Linked DNA regions of Mus musculus: regions 2 and 3 are each linked to region 1. A link is a contact called in public Hi-C and promoter capture Hi-C data. All regions are on one chromosome and are shown on one strand. Each heading gives the region's core, a stretch centred on a gene start, on an enhancer-like site or on the middle of the called end of the contact. The rest is flanking DNA. Distances are from core to core; before and after follow the strand shown. Region 1 holds the start of Sptb (spectrin beta, erythrocytic). Region 2 has its middle 22 kb from the start of Akap5. Region 3 overlaps Zbtb1 (zinc finger and BTB domain containing 1).

What was found. Promoter capture Hi-C pulls out the DNA fragments that hold promoters and counts their contacts. A called contact is a pair of places that touch in the nucleus more often than the background predicts.
Region 2: a contact with region 1 is called in a Hi-C map of the G1E-ER4 cell line, with 2.2 times the contacts expected there. The contact joins the enhancer-like site here to the promoter of Sptb in region 1. A contact is called at or near these places in 2 of 39 promoter capture datasets (the 3T3-L1 cell line and hippocampal neurons), 14 of 484 Hi-C or Micro-C datasets (the G1E-ER4 cell line, the N1E-115 cell line, bone marrow-derived macrophages and 6 more), 1 of 115 datasets of contacts at active chromatin or transcription factors (forebrain) and 1 of 9 other capture datasets (liver).
Region 3: a promoter capture Hi-C map of embryonic stem cells shows a contact between it and region 1, with 2.3 times the contacts expected there. The contact joins the enhancer-like site here to the promoter of Sptb in region 1. A contact is called at or near these places in 8 of 39 promoter capture datasets (the 3T3-L1 cell line, embryonic stem cells, erythroid cells and 3 more), 1 of 15 datasets of contacts at CTCF or cohesin (the NIH/3T3 cell line), 10 of 484 Hi-C or Micro-C datasets (the G1E-ER4 cell line, the HL-1 cell line, cerebellum and 3 more) and 3 of 115 datasets of contacts at active chromatin or transcription factors (embryonic forebrain, embryonic stem cells and forebrain).

Annotation. Positions count from the first base shown.
Region 1 is chr12:76,708,449-76,712,647 of GRCm38.p6, reverse strand. It overlaps Sptb (spectrin beta, erythrocytic), which reads left to right and starts at 2,101. Exons shown (of 36, transcript NM_013675.3): 1 at 2,101-2,713.
Region 2 is chr12:76,344,524-76,348,722 of GRCm38.p6, reverse strand. No RefSeq gene overlaps it. Among named protein-coding and RNA genes, the nearest start is that of Akap5, 22 kb to the right of the region's middle. Within about 2 kb of position 2,477, at least 16 of the 459 cell types and tissues checked have an H3K27ac peak or open chromatin away from gene starts, as enhancers often do. A contact at or near this core is called in the G1E-ER4 cell line, where this site is marked.
Region 3 is chr12:76,378,033-76,382,231 of GRCm38.p6, reverse strand. The region is part of intron 1 of Zbtb1 (zinc finger and BTB domain containing 1); the gene reads right to left. Among named protein-coding and RNA genes, the nearest start is that of Zbtb1, 9.6 kb to the right of the region's middle. Within about 2 kb of position 1,946, at least 12 of the 459 cell types and tissues checked have an H3K27ac peak or open chromatin away from gene starts, as enhancers often do. A contact at or near this core is called in the G1E-ER4 cell line and embryonic stem cells, where this site is marked.

The sequences.
Region 1 (4,199 bases), core at 852-3,351:
TCACAGCATCTACTAAAGTCTTAAGCTCTCCCTTCGGGTCCCAGAACTCTTCCAAAGCTGCAGATTAACTAGGGAAGCTTACAGGGAACCTTGGAAATCCAGGTTGTCAAGATGGGCAGGGACAGTCCTTTGACCAATGAAGATGAAGGTCCATCTTTATCTCCTGTAGAGAATTCTCAACGATACTTTATAGATACTGTACAGTTTTCTAAGAAGGCCCCTGAAGACGCTCTGTCTCAACAATGACCTTGATAGTGAACCTTTCTATCAGTGTCCCCCCTCCCTCCCCCACACTGTCCCGAATTTCTCATTCCTGTGCTTGTGCAATGCCCTTTCTCTCTGCACTTCTAAACTTCCTCTCTCACTGGGCTCTGATTTATCATGTCACTGTAACTCTATTAGCTGGGAAGCATTTGGGGATGTTGTCAGGATAACAGGATCTGCAGCAAATGAGGTTGTATTGAATTATTTATCGTTCAGCTAAAGTCGAGATAGCCACAGCAGAAGAGCTGGTTTGTAAAATCTTGGACTAATCTGTCTGTTGCTTTGGAGCGTTTGTCGTCGTCATATTCATTTTTTTCTTGTGGTTGAAAATTATAAATTTGAACGCTCCAAAGGAAAATATGTGTGCAACCATTCAGTTCAGAGCCTCAAGCCTATAGCTAAGAATTATCTGTTTCCTCTAATATATAATTACGTAGCTGCAAAGCTGCAATTCTGGGATTCATGAATTTATTTAATAAGTTTATTCACACACGGTTTAAAACACATAAATACATAATTCCAACCCTCCCTTTTTCTTTCAAAAATAGATCAAGGATTTCTACTTGTGATATCTAAGTCTCAGCTTTTGAAGTTGGCCTGTTTTTTGTTTTTGCCAGGAATTAGTTCCTAAAAAGATGATTTTGAACTCAACAACAAGCAAAGCAAATGGTTTGGGGTGGTGCTGGAGGATATTGGGGAGTCCCAGGGCCTTTGGAGTGCTAAATGTGTGCTTTGCTTAAGATCTACAGCTCTTGCTCACTACAGAGAATTGCTAGATGGTCTGAGTGGGGGAAGGAGGTGGGAGGTCGCTGTTAACCTCTAGGATAGCCCAGGCCGGTGTGTCATTTTCCTTGTAATACTGATGCCATTTGGGAAATTAGTATGTAATAAGAACTCAGGCAAAAGGGGAGGGAAGAGTTCTATGGCTTTTTAATACCTGTGGATTTTGTCCCAATTAGCATTTTTACTGTCCAAATACCTACTCTCAAAAGAAGTGTGACGGCAGCAGGCAGTGAAATATCTTTTGCGTACCTTTAATACCCAATACTAAGCTTGAACATCTGGCAACTCAACACACTTTGCTCATGAATCCTAGAAAACAGCGTAATTATACACTCAAGCAAACAAGTCAAGAGAAAGGCTGTTTCCTGTTAAGAATTCCGGGGAGCATCAAAGTTAAAGCTCCCTTCTGCATCTATGCTCTTTTTAATCGCCACTGGTGTCTCCATTACACTTGCGATTACCCGGGTTGATAGTCTGTGAGAGACCATCCCAGGCACAGCGTATGGAGGGCCGCCCCTCCCCCCCCCCCATAAAAATAAAACAAGGAAAGGTACAGCAAGGCACGCAACCAACATTACAGAGCGATGACCTTGTATTGTTAAAAAGTCAAGGAAATAGCCTGCCTTGCAAGCCGCCCGTGTTCGTCCGTGTGTCACCCTCCCTAGTCGCAGATGTACTTGACACCCTTGGTTCTAGCATCTCCTCTGGCCTGCTGTACACCACCCTACCAAAGCTTGCAGTGAGAAAGCAGGGTCTTGCCCGGAGACCCGGGCTCACAGGATGGTGCAGGTGGGCTGGTATGCTGGCTTGCCTGTTGATTATGGACCCTGCAATATGCAACTGTAGGCTGAGCGCCACCAACCAGCACAGCCGGGTTCTCCGGGACAGTACCTTGCTTACAAGCAGGAGCCGCGGCCTCCAGCCCGCAGGCTGGGGGCGGGGGCCTCGGCCCAGTGCCCACCCCCTGTGCTCCCAGCGTCTGCTCCTACTACCAGCCGGTTGTAGCCGGCCGGGAGCGCGCTTTCTAACGTAACCCGCCCGCGGGAACAATCTGTCCCTTCCAGCCTATCTCCGGAGGGGCATTACAGCCGGGGCGCCCTCCTCACCCACCCTATGGCCTAAACGGGTCTTTAGATGTTTTTTCAAAACCAGATCGTAGTCTGCAGGGACGCTAGGCGGGAAAGGCTGGGAGGACTCCTTTTCGCCGCCAGCTTGCGGCTCCGGGCACACAAATTAGGCCGGAGCAGCAGAGTCGAGTCCTCTTCCCGTGGCAAGGGGCTCTGTGTGTGCGGGATCAGGGGAGGTGAGAGAGGACCCTGGCGTCCCAGGTCCCAGCGGCGGCGGCGCTAGCGGCTAGGCAGGTGCCCCCGGGCGCGCAGTCTGATTGGCAGGTGCAGGAGTGGGTGGGGAAGGCGGGCCTGGCGCTGCGGGAGGCTGCAGCCCCGCCTCCCCGCCCCCGCCGCGGGACTATCTGGTCCCGGCAGCAGCGATGTCCCCCGGCAGGAATGTCCCTCCTCAGATAATGTTATTTATATCTCTGGGCGGGTCCGCGGCTCCGCTGCACCAGGCGCCCGGCGGCCACTGTGCCAGGAGCCCCGTGCTGCCCTCCTCCCCCTGCGCCGCCGCCCCCGGGCTCGGGGTAGCCGCCGCTTCAGCCCCAGCGCAGGTGAGTCCCCGAGGGCCGCGCGACGGGAGGGAGCTGGGTGCCCCGGAGCCAGCGCCGGGGAGTGCGGGGCCCAGGGGGCGGGTGACGCGACAGCCCGGTGGGGGCCTGGCCCCGGGTGCCTAGCACGGGGCGGGAGGGGTGAGGAGCCCAGGAGGCCCTGGCGGCTGCGGCAGTCGTCACCCCGGGACGCGGGAACCCGCGTGGGTTTCGCAGGCGCTGGGCGAGCAGGGCGCTAGCTTTGGGAAGCCAGCTAGTAGAGTGTCGCCGTGGGGCACGGGGAGTGGGTTTGGGGGGTTTGTGCTCTTGGCCGCCTCCCCCAGGACCCTCGCCTGGGAGCAAAGTTGGGGGGGGGGGCTGCCTGTCGTCGGTCTAAGGACTGTCCGCGTCTGTGCCTCCTGCTGCCTGGTTTCTCAAACCCCCGGGCGTGTCGGATCCTCTTCTGGAACTTGGCTAGCGCGCTCCAGGGCTGCCCAGTGCCAAGGCTGGGAGGACAGTTCAGGGCAGCAGAGGGGGCCGGGCCTCAGGATGTCAGGCAGGACGTGCAGAGTGGCCCAGTGTAGACTGAGAAGGGAGAGATCAAGTGTCCCAGGACTATACTTCAAGGACCCCCACCTTTTCCCTTTGAGTTCCTTATCTCCAAGCTACTGCCCACTCTACGGTTACCCTTCGTGCCAGTTCCAGCAACTTGGCCCCGGAGAAATAGCAGAAAATGGAAGAAACAAGAGCTCTAACACAATCCTCAAGTCCCACCAACTTACCCAGACTTCCCAAAGGGGAAATAGCTACGAGGCTTGAGTACAGTTTCCGTGACAACAAGCCTTAGGTAGGGCCTTGATTTATAGTCTATTAATATCCAAACCACTGTTTTCAGTGAGCAATTAGAGGTGCTACAGTTAATAACACCCTTAACTCACTGAAGGGATATGGAAAGAAGCCATTGTTTTAGATGCATCCGGCAGGGTGGGATGGGATTATATAGTGATGGTCTCTTTTTTACTAAGAACTTCAGTGGGGAGAGGATACGGCTGTCACCTCCACGCTAGGAGGCAGCCACACAAAACCCCTGCCTGTGCAATGGATGTATATAGTTCAGTTTCCAAGGGAGGTGATTCAGATAGCTCCTGAATGAGAGGAGCCTTCAGGGAAGAAAAAAAAATCGAGGCACATTTAAGCTGTTCTCTTAGGCTATCCTTAGCGTCACGGATCGCTCAGAATTTTAATCTAGAATTCTCTTTTCACTGCTCTATGACTACGACCCAGGGTAGTCATCTCCTATTCCAGGATCAGACTTCATATGCTTTTCCAATGAGCCCTGATTTCCAGAATGTTATGGGAAACTCTTACAAGTGTAGACTGTTTGTTCACTATGTACTGAATGCCCAGCACCCACAGAGGCTTGGGGACTAGCTAACAAAAGGAACAGTAAACTTAGAACAGAGAAGAGCCCACCAATCTCCAGATGAGGCCAATCGTTTATACAAAGTGT
Region 2 (4,199 bases), core at 1,228-3,727, 360 kb after region 1:
CTAGGTTCAGTGTCCAGCATACACTCACATGCACACACACAGATACACTTCTAAACTGTCACTTGTCTTAGGTTTCATGTGAATTATGCTCTTAGGAAAATGATTTTTTAAATATTTTCAGCCATATAGGAAATCAATCATTTTAATGTATAAATATATGTATGTGTATATATATATATATATATATATATATATATATATATATATATACATATATATATATATACACACACACACACACATATATATATATGAAGTAAGTAGTTACTTTAATGTATAACTATATATTATAATGTATAAAAAGTTTGTTTTGTTTTAAGACATGGCTATACCAAATCACAAGTAGTTTTAACTGTACTTACTAGCATTCCAACCTCTTATATGGCCTTTTATTTATTAGCCATCAAGTATACCTCATTTTTAATAAATATTTTAGCTAAAAGGAAGGACTGGAGAAGTCAGTAGTGAAGAAGGCTTGAGCAGAGAAACAGTGCATTCACGTAAGTGGTCATACAGGTCTGTGTGAGCCAACCTTGTGCGGATAGGCAGATCTCCAGTGTGCTCTTGGACACCTTCAGGTGTTTATAGCAAGAGGATCACCTAAGTTTGAAGAGGAAAATGGTAAGATACGTATCATCTCCCTGACTTAATGTTGCAGACTTATTAAGGCTGCCTGGGTTGATGATAGTTTTTTTTTCTAAAAGTCACTCATAAGGGTGATTTGACAATGGTGTAGCTTTCGCTTTTCTGTTAGTAAAAGCAGTGGAGTGGATGCACTGAGCATTCCAGACCTACTTAAAACCCATGCCGGCAGCTCTCCTTCTGTGAATATACTCACTTCCCTTTTATAGTGGCGACACTTAGAAACTTACAACTCCAGGAAAATGGAAGATGTTGGACTAAGTGATGAATTTTCTGTACCTAACAAGTAGCTTAGCAAATTTCATTGTTTCCAAAGGGTTATTTCAACTTGAAGTTCTGTTCTCAAGAATCAAAAGGCAAGAGAGACTGTAGAACAGCACCCCACCACCACCCTATTGAAGTCTCAGCTCACAGACATTTGAAGAGCATTTGAGTTGGTCCTGCCACACACACACTCTCAGCCTTGCTATGTCACCAGGTTGGCCTTAAAATCTTGAGCACAAGCAGTCTTCTTCAGCTTCCCAGGCGGCCAGTACCATGGGGTACGTGCCATTTCACACCATGGGGTATGTGCCATCTCACACCATGGGGTATATGCCATCTCACACCATGGGGTATGTGCCATCTCACAGACACCTCGGTGTGTATAGCCAGTTAATTCTGACCCCACTCCCATACCTCTGAAGACATTTAAGAGGTTCTCCTGCCCCCGGGCGTGGTGGCACACGCCTTAATCCCAGCGCTTGGGAGGCAGAGGCAGGTGGATTTCTGAGTTTGAGGCCAGCCTGGTCTACAAAGTGAGTTCCAGGACAGCCAGGGCTACACAGAGAAATCCTGTCTCATAAAACCAAAAAAAAAAAAAAAAAAAAAAAACCGATTGTTTTTATTCCCCCACCCCCATCCCCCTCTGGATGAATGGTGAGTTAGGTTACATGACAGAGTTCCAGAGATGGTGGCATGGACTCTAATCCCAGAATTTGTGAGGCTGATCTCTGAGTTCAAGGCCAGCCTGGTTTATATAGTGAGTTCCAGACCAGTTAGAGTGACATAGTTAGACCCTGTCTCAAACAAACAAAACAGCACACACACAGATACCACACCAACCTGAAGTAGTAGCTTCATTGTTTTGTTTGTAAGTTTTTGAGATAGTCTTGCTATTTGGCCCAGGCTAGACTTGAACGCACCGTTGTCTTCCCATCCGGCCTTCAGAGTGGTAACTTTTAAAGGCCAAGTGAAGAACCCTACTGGGCACTGTTTTAAGGTAACTGAGTTTCTGATTTAGAGTTAGCGTCTGAGATCAAGACTGATGATGTGTTTTAAGAACAGAACATAGCTAGTGGTAGAATGGATTGTATTGGGGTGGTTAACAAATGTGCTGTTTAGGGGTCATAACTGCATGGTATCTTACACTTAAGTCATCACAGCAATCACTCGGTTACTTGAGTGACTTGATCATACAGAAGCACAGATACTGACCATGTATTTTAGGCTATTTAGGATATATTCCCTGCCTTTACTTTTTTTGAGATTTAGAGATAGATCTCAGTATATTTACATTGAGATACAGAGCCCAGGCAGGCTTCGATGACTTATGCAGAACGAGCAACTCCAGGCTCACTCAGTAAGACTCTCTCTCAAAAACCTGAGGCATCAGAACCTGGAGAACTCATGTGGGTGCTGGAACCAAACCAGGTCCTCTGCAGGAGCAGCAAGTACCCTTAAGCACCGAATCAGCCTCTCCTGCTCATTCTGCCTTTTTGAGGTTATGTCTTACTATATGGCCCACAATGGCCTGGGACTTGAAACAACCCTGCATCCACCTCCTAAGTGCCTGGGGTAGCATGCACTATAACGCCTACAGCCTGGGGAGTTTTGGTTTTGGTTTTTAAGACATAAGTCTTCATTTGGGGGAAAAAGTATTCATATTTTAAAAGATTTTCCAGGAACAACCTTTAGTTTTTGTCACATCTGCAATATGGAGCTCCCTTGCCCTCCCCTCTCCTCCCCTCCCCTCCCCTCCCCTCCCCGTCCTCCCCCACCCCACCCCCCAAGCAGTGTGGTTTGTGTAATGGTTGCCTAGTTGAGCCTGGAGTCACCATATGTACTTTGTTGCCAGATGTTGCCCTCTTGTGTTGAAGTGAGCAGCCTGCCGGGTAACATTTGGAGGCCTTGCGAAACAAGCTTAGTTCTTTTTTTTGTGTGTTTTTGTTTTTTGAGACAGGGTTTCTCTGTAGCTCTGGCTGTCCTGGAACTCACTCTGTAGACCAGGCTGGCCTTGAACTCAGAGATCCACCTGCCTCTGCCTCGGGCTAGGCAGATCCTATATAGAGCTTTTCTGTGTGGGCCAGCTTTAAGTCTTCCCTTCTTTATAGAGCCTGCATGTAGGTGTTTTGCATTTGTTGTTGGTAGGAGCGCTCAGTGAGTGCAGTCTGCCTGACAAGCAGTGTTGTTGCTCTTTAATGTATAGAATGTTTGAAGTGGTTACTTACCTCTTCCAAGTAAAGCGGAGGTGTCCACAGCACCTACCTCGCAGGGCTGGTGTGAGGCTTTGCTCTAAAATGGTTAGTGTGCTGATGGAAACCAACAGCAGGAAGCGGTTCCACGGCTAGCCCGGTTCAGTATTCCATCTGGTAGATTCTAGAACATGCTTGCAGCCCTACTTAATAGATAATTAGTTGAGAAAATTAGTTTTTATGAAAATGCGCCAGAAATGGGAGTGCTACTTGAGTTCTTACTCTTCTGAACTGTTTGTATCGTTCATCAAGGAAGATAGGATTTAGCATTAGTGGAAGTAAAATACACCTATTTCAGCATTAAGGAAACTTCCCTCCAAATACATTATTTTCTTTTTTTTTTTTTTTTTTTAAAGATTTATTTATTTATTTATTATATGTAAGTACACTGTAGCTGTCCTCAGACACTCCAGAAGAGGGCGTCAGATCTCGTTACGGATGGTTGTGAGCCACCATGTGGTTGCTGGGATTTGAACTTCGGACCTTCGGAAGAGCAGTCGGGTGCTCTTACCCACTGAGCCATCTCACCAGCCCCATTATTTTCATATAAGAAAAGGAACAAAGAAAATAAATATCCCATTGCTTCTTGGATGAAGACCATCTAAGTAATAAATAGGGACGGGAGATGGAATAAGGATTATCCGTAGGAACTCACTAATGTTCTTTGGAAGTAAAACTGGACCGCTTTCTCTGACCACTGAAGGGAATAACTGCTATCATGGGAGGAAAACAAGCTGCGAAGCGGACAGCGAATAAAGCCTGTTTGCACCGGCTAATTCTTGATACTGAACCTTGGATTCCTGTGAATACTTGACAGGGATCTTTGTGGTATCTGTGCTAAAAATAGTTCATGTGGGAAATTTTTACAATGTAACTTGTGTCTTTTAGTGTACTTAAACTAAATATGTCTGTGGCGTTTCATTAAGAAGTTGTTATGTTCCAAGGAGTGAACTCTGTAAACATTTCTATGCTCAACCATGCTTGTGTAACCGCTCTCTCTTTAATCTGGTATGTCACAGTCCTGAATGTGATGTCTTAAATGCA
Region 3 (4,199 bases), core at 697-3,196, 330 kb after region 1:
TGCTAGGTAGACCAGGCTAGCCTTGAACTCACAGATACTCTACTCTACCTCTCTCTCCAGAGTGCTGGAGAGTACCAATATGTAGCTCTAAAACCTTTCTATCTCTGTAATAGTAATCAAGAAAATGCCAAATCCACTTATTTCTCCTTGCTTTTATCTTTCCTCACAGATCAACTATAGATCACATACCCTGTTGTTCATACTTGCATGCTATATACAGGCCCACATTGTCCCCCTTCCTATTCCTTTCCCTACCGAAATGTGTCAGAGTTTCCTAGGAAGAGATGGAGCCTGTGAAACGGAGAAGCCATGTGGGTTCCAGAAGCCAAATCAAGTGTCTCAATAAGGTAATAAATTTCAAACCCATGTCTCAGATGTCCACAGCTAAACTGAGAACGTGCCTAAGGACAAAAGCAGTACGTGTTCAAAGACATCATTTATGGTATCCCTGAGAGTTAATGACACTAAGCTTGGCCCAGTAGACTTTAAAATACACTGATAAAGAAGCTGGAGAGATGGCCTAGGAGTTAAGAGCACTTGTTACTGCTGCAGAAGACCCAGGGTCCGCTCCCAGCACCTGCGTGGTGCCTCACAGCCATCCATGACTCCATGGAATGCAATGCTCTCTTCTGGCTGCCCAATGCACTAGGAAGGCATGTGTGCAGTCACACGTGGGCAACTCACTGATACTCATAAAACTAAAGAAGCCTTAAAACGTGTAAAAATAAAATATATTGATAAATGAAGGTGCAGAAACAAACTAAGTACAAACTAAGTTACAGCTAAAATTATATAAAACAGGGGCTGGAGAGATGGCTCAGTGGTTAAGAGCACTGACTGCTCTTCCAGAGGTCTTGAGTTCCATTCCCAGCAAACACAGGGTGGCTCACAACCATCTGTAATGGGGTCTGATGCCCTCTTCTGGGGAGTCTGAAGACAGCGACAGTGTACTCACATACATAAAAATAAATAAATCTTTAAAAAAATGATTATATAAAACAAATCTACACAGTAATACAACCAAATGCAAAGGTAAGAAAGTCCAACGTCACTGGCCCAAGTCCATCCTAAGAAGAGTGAGATTTTGAAGTCACTAGCTATTCCACCGTAGGATAGAGTTAATAAAGAATAAAGAGAAACAAGCAAAAAGGATCAAAGCGTTAAACTTTCTAGTAGTAACGGTTATTGGAAACGGAAAGAAACCAGAGTAGAGCCTAGCGATGCCCACACAGAACAGGGATGAAACTGAGTGGGGCAAGCACGGGGTGGGGAGTGGGGGGAGGTGCCACCCTGCTCTCCCATTGTGCAACCTGCTTACAGTCATTTGCCCCAGTAGTAAGGTGGGAACAACAACAATGACTCCAATAACAAGCACAAAGAATCACACAACTAATGTGTAAAGCGTGGCGTTGGCCATGTAATAATGACTGGAAACAATACTGGCTGTGGTGGCAATGTTTATCTAAGCACCAGGAGGTAAATCTAACTAGATAAGTTTCCTTCCAAGTAAAAGAAATGACAGAGTCAAAAAACTCCAAGACCCTTCTTAGCTAAATGAAAAACACTGATTCGGCCACTAACAAAAATGAATACAAATACACAGAAAGCCAATTACATAGGTGTGAAGCTATATATTACCGCTTCTCACACTCTGCATTAGGCAAGCAAGCACTCCTCCAATCAGCACAGCCTCAAAAGCACTCTGATGCACATTGATTCACTCAATAAATCAGACACTGTATACGCCACTGAAACCAGGAGGGCACAGGTATCCCAAAGCCCAAGGTCGCATGGAGACGTTTTCTTCCCTAGATAAGGACTCCACAGGAAGGGCGCTATCGCTGGACAACAGGAACCTTGTCCAAGGGCAGGTGTAAACCCCGTGTGTCTGTCGCAATCCTGTCAGCCCACCCAGCTGGGAGACACAGAAAGTAGCTGGGTGTGGTGGCACATTCCTTCAATTCTAGTGCTTGGGAGGCAAAAACAAGAGGGTCCCTCCATTTCAGACCAGCCTAGTCTGTAGGGAGGTCCAGGGCAGCCAGCTTCCTCCCCAACTCCTGCAAAGAAACTGTATTAAGCATTTACTTTTATTAAACAGTTTCACTCAAAGTCTAAGAAGTTTTCTTTCTAATTCTTTCTTTATGACTTATAAAACTGCTGGGACTAGGAAGACAGACGGCTCAGTGACTAAGAGCCCTTGTTGCTCTTACAGAGGACCTGGACTCAACTCCTAGCACTCACATGGCGATTCACAACTGCCTGTAACTGCAGTTCTAGGGGCTCTGATGCCCTCTTCAGACCTCAGTGGGCAACAGGCACACATGCATCCAACATACACAGAGGGAAAACACTCATGCACACAAAATAATAAAATCAACAGATCCCAAGGAAACATTCCTGAGTGTCACTTTAATCCCACTGCTGGGAGGCAGATGGAAAGATTCATGAGTACCAGACAAAGGCCTACATAGTGAGTTCCAGGCCAGTCAAGGGCTACACAGTGAGACCCTGCTTTGTTTTGTCAAACAAACAAACAACAAAGTCACCAGAATTTAGTAAGTTTTTATTATGTAGCTTATCATGAAGTCTTTTTTTTTTTAAAAGGAATTATTTTATGTATATGAGTGTACTGTCCGGTCTTCAGACACACCAAAGAGGGCATCAGATGGTTGTGAGCCACCATGTGGTTGCTGGGAATTGAACTCAGGACCTCTGCAAGAGCAGTCAGTGCTCTTATCCACTGAGCCAACTTTCCAGAAGTTTATTTACATAAACAGTCCTTATATTTTACCTGCTCTGATTTTTGTGATTAAAATCTGTTACTACTTGTTTGCGTTACCAGCTATCACTGGAAGAACATGTTTATCAGAGCTGTCAGTTGGGCTGGGACAGAAAGTCAAACCCTCAACTGTCACTCAAAGGTCTGATACCCAGGTCAGTACCAGCATTAAGGAGGCAGAGAGCCAGTGCATTTGACACTACAACTGAAACTTACTTTGAAAATGTTTACCAGCTTATTTTAAATGTCAAAATGCTCAAGAAACTCATCAGCTGTAGTAAGCAATTCAGACAGCCATAAACCTATAGAGAACAGATCTTAATCTAAGTTCAAGAGTCTTATAGAAATCAAACATGTAGGACTGTCAAACATTCTATCAGGATGTAGCTAACTGAGGTAAACTAGGTGCTGGGACTATAGACAAGTATTCCTATGTACCTCAGATGGCACTAAAACCGTCTTGGTACTTTCTAGTGTGGTCTTCGGCAAAGATCATCAACTAAGGACTGGGTCCTGAATTCAGGCGCTACTGCGTAAGTGCTGAGCAGTTCCCTGAGGATGCTATGGAAGCTTTGGGTTTTGTTTTTCTTTTTCAAGGCAGGGCCTCACATAGCCTAAGCTGTCCTCACACTCTATTTGTAGTAGAGAATGACCTTGAACTTCTCATCATCTTACTTCTGCGCCCCCTCCCCCCAGCTCTAGAATTACAGCCCTGCACCACCATGCCTGGTTTACTAAGTGCTTGCGACAGAACCCAGGACTTCCCGCATGCTGGGTAAGCACATCTGTCAACAAGCTATACCCCCAGCTTGTAGAACCTATTTTTAGTAAATTTCTTACTGACATAGTAAAATTTGAGGAATGAATTTTCTCTGTGGATAAATGTCTTAAGTGGTAATTAACAGGTTTGGCCTGATTATATGATAAGGGTGTGTAAATACATTCATAGAGTAGTGGTGGCATGCACCTTTAATTACAGCAGTTCCACACCACAGGGCTACACAGCGAAAGAGAAAAGAGACACTTGTGACAATAACCAGTTTAGAGATTCCTCAAGATAAAAGGTTTTTATCACTTAAGTGACAAACACAAAAATTATTCACTATTTAAACCAGGCGTTCTGGCTAGCTATTAAATTCAATAGTTAGTACGGGAAGTTCTGAATTTATAATTGGATAATGTTCCAAAACTTATTTTTGAGTTATTTGGAACCTGAAACACACATTCCCATAGAAACAATGCTATAAATGGTGGCTCAAGTTTGTGCTCACACCCAAAAGCCTGTTAAAGCCACTGTGCGCCCTGTATGAGTCTTCACGATGCTGGGGCGTACTGTGTCATTAGTACTCACCACTGTGAGGAGCAGTATGGTACAGTAATGTCCACTGTACGGAGCCCTCAAGGACAGGGACAATGCTTA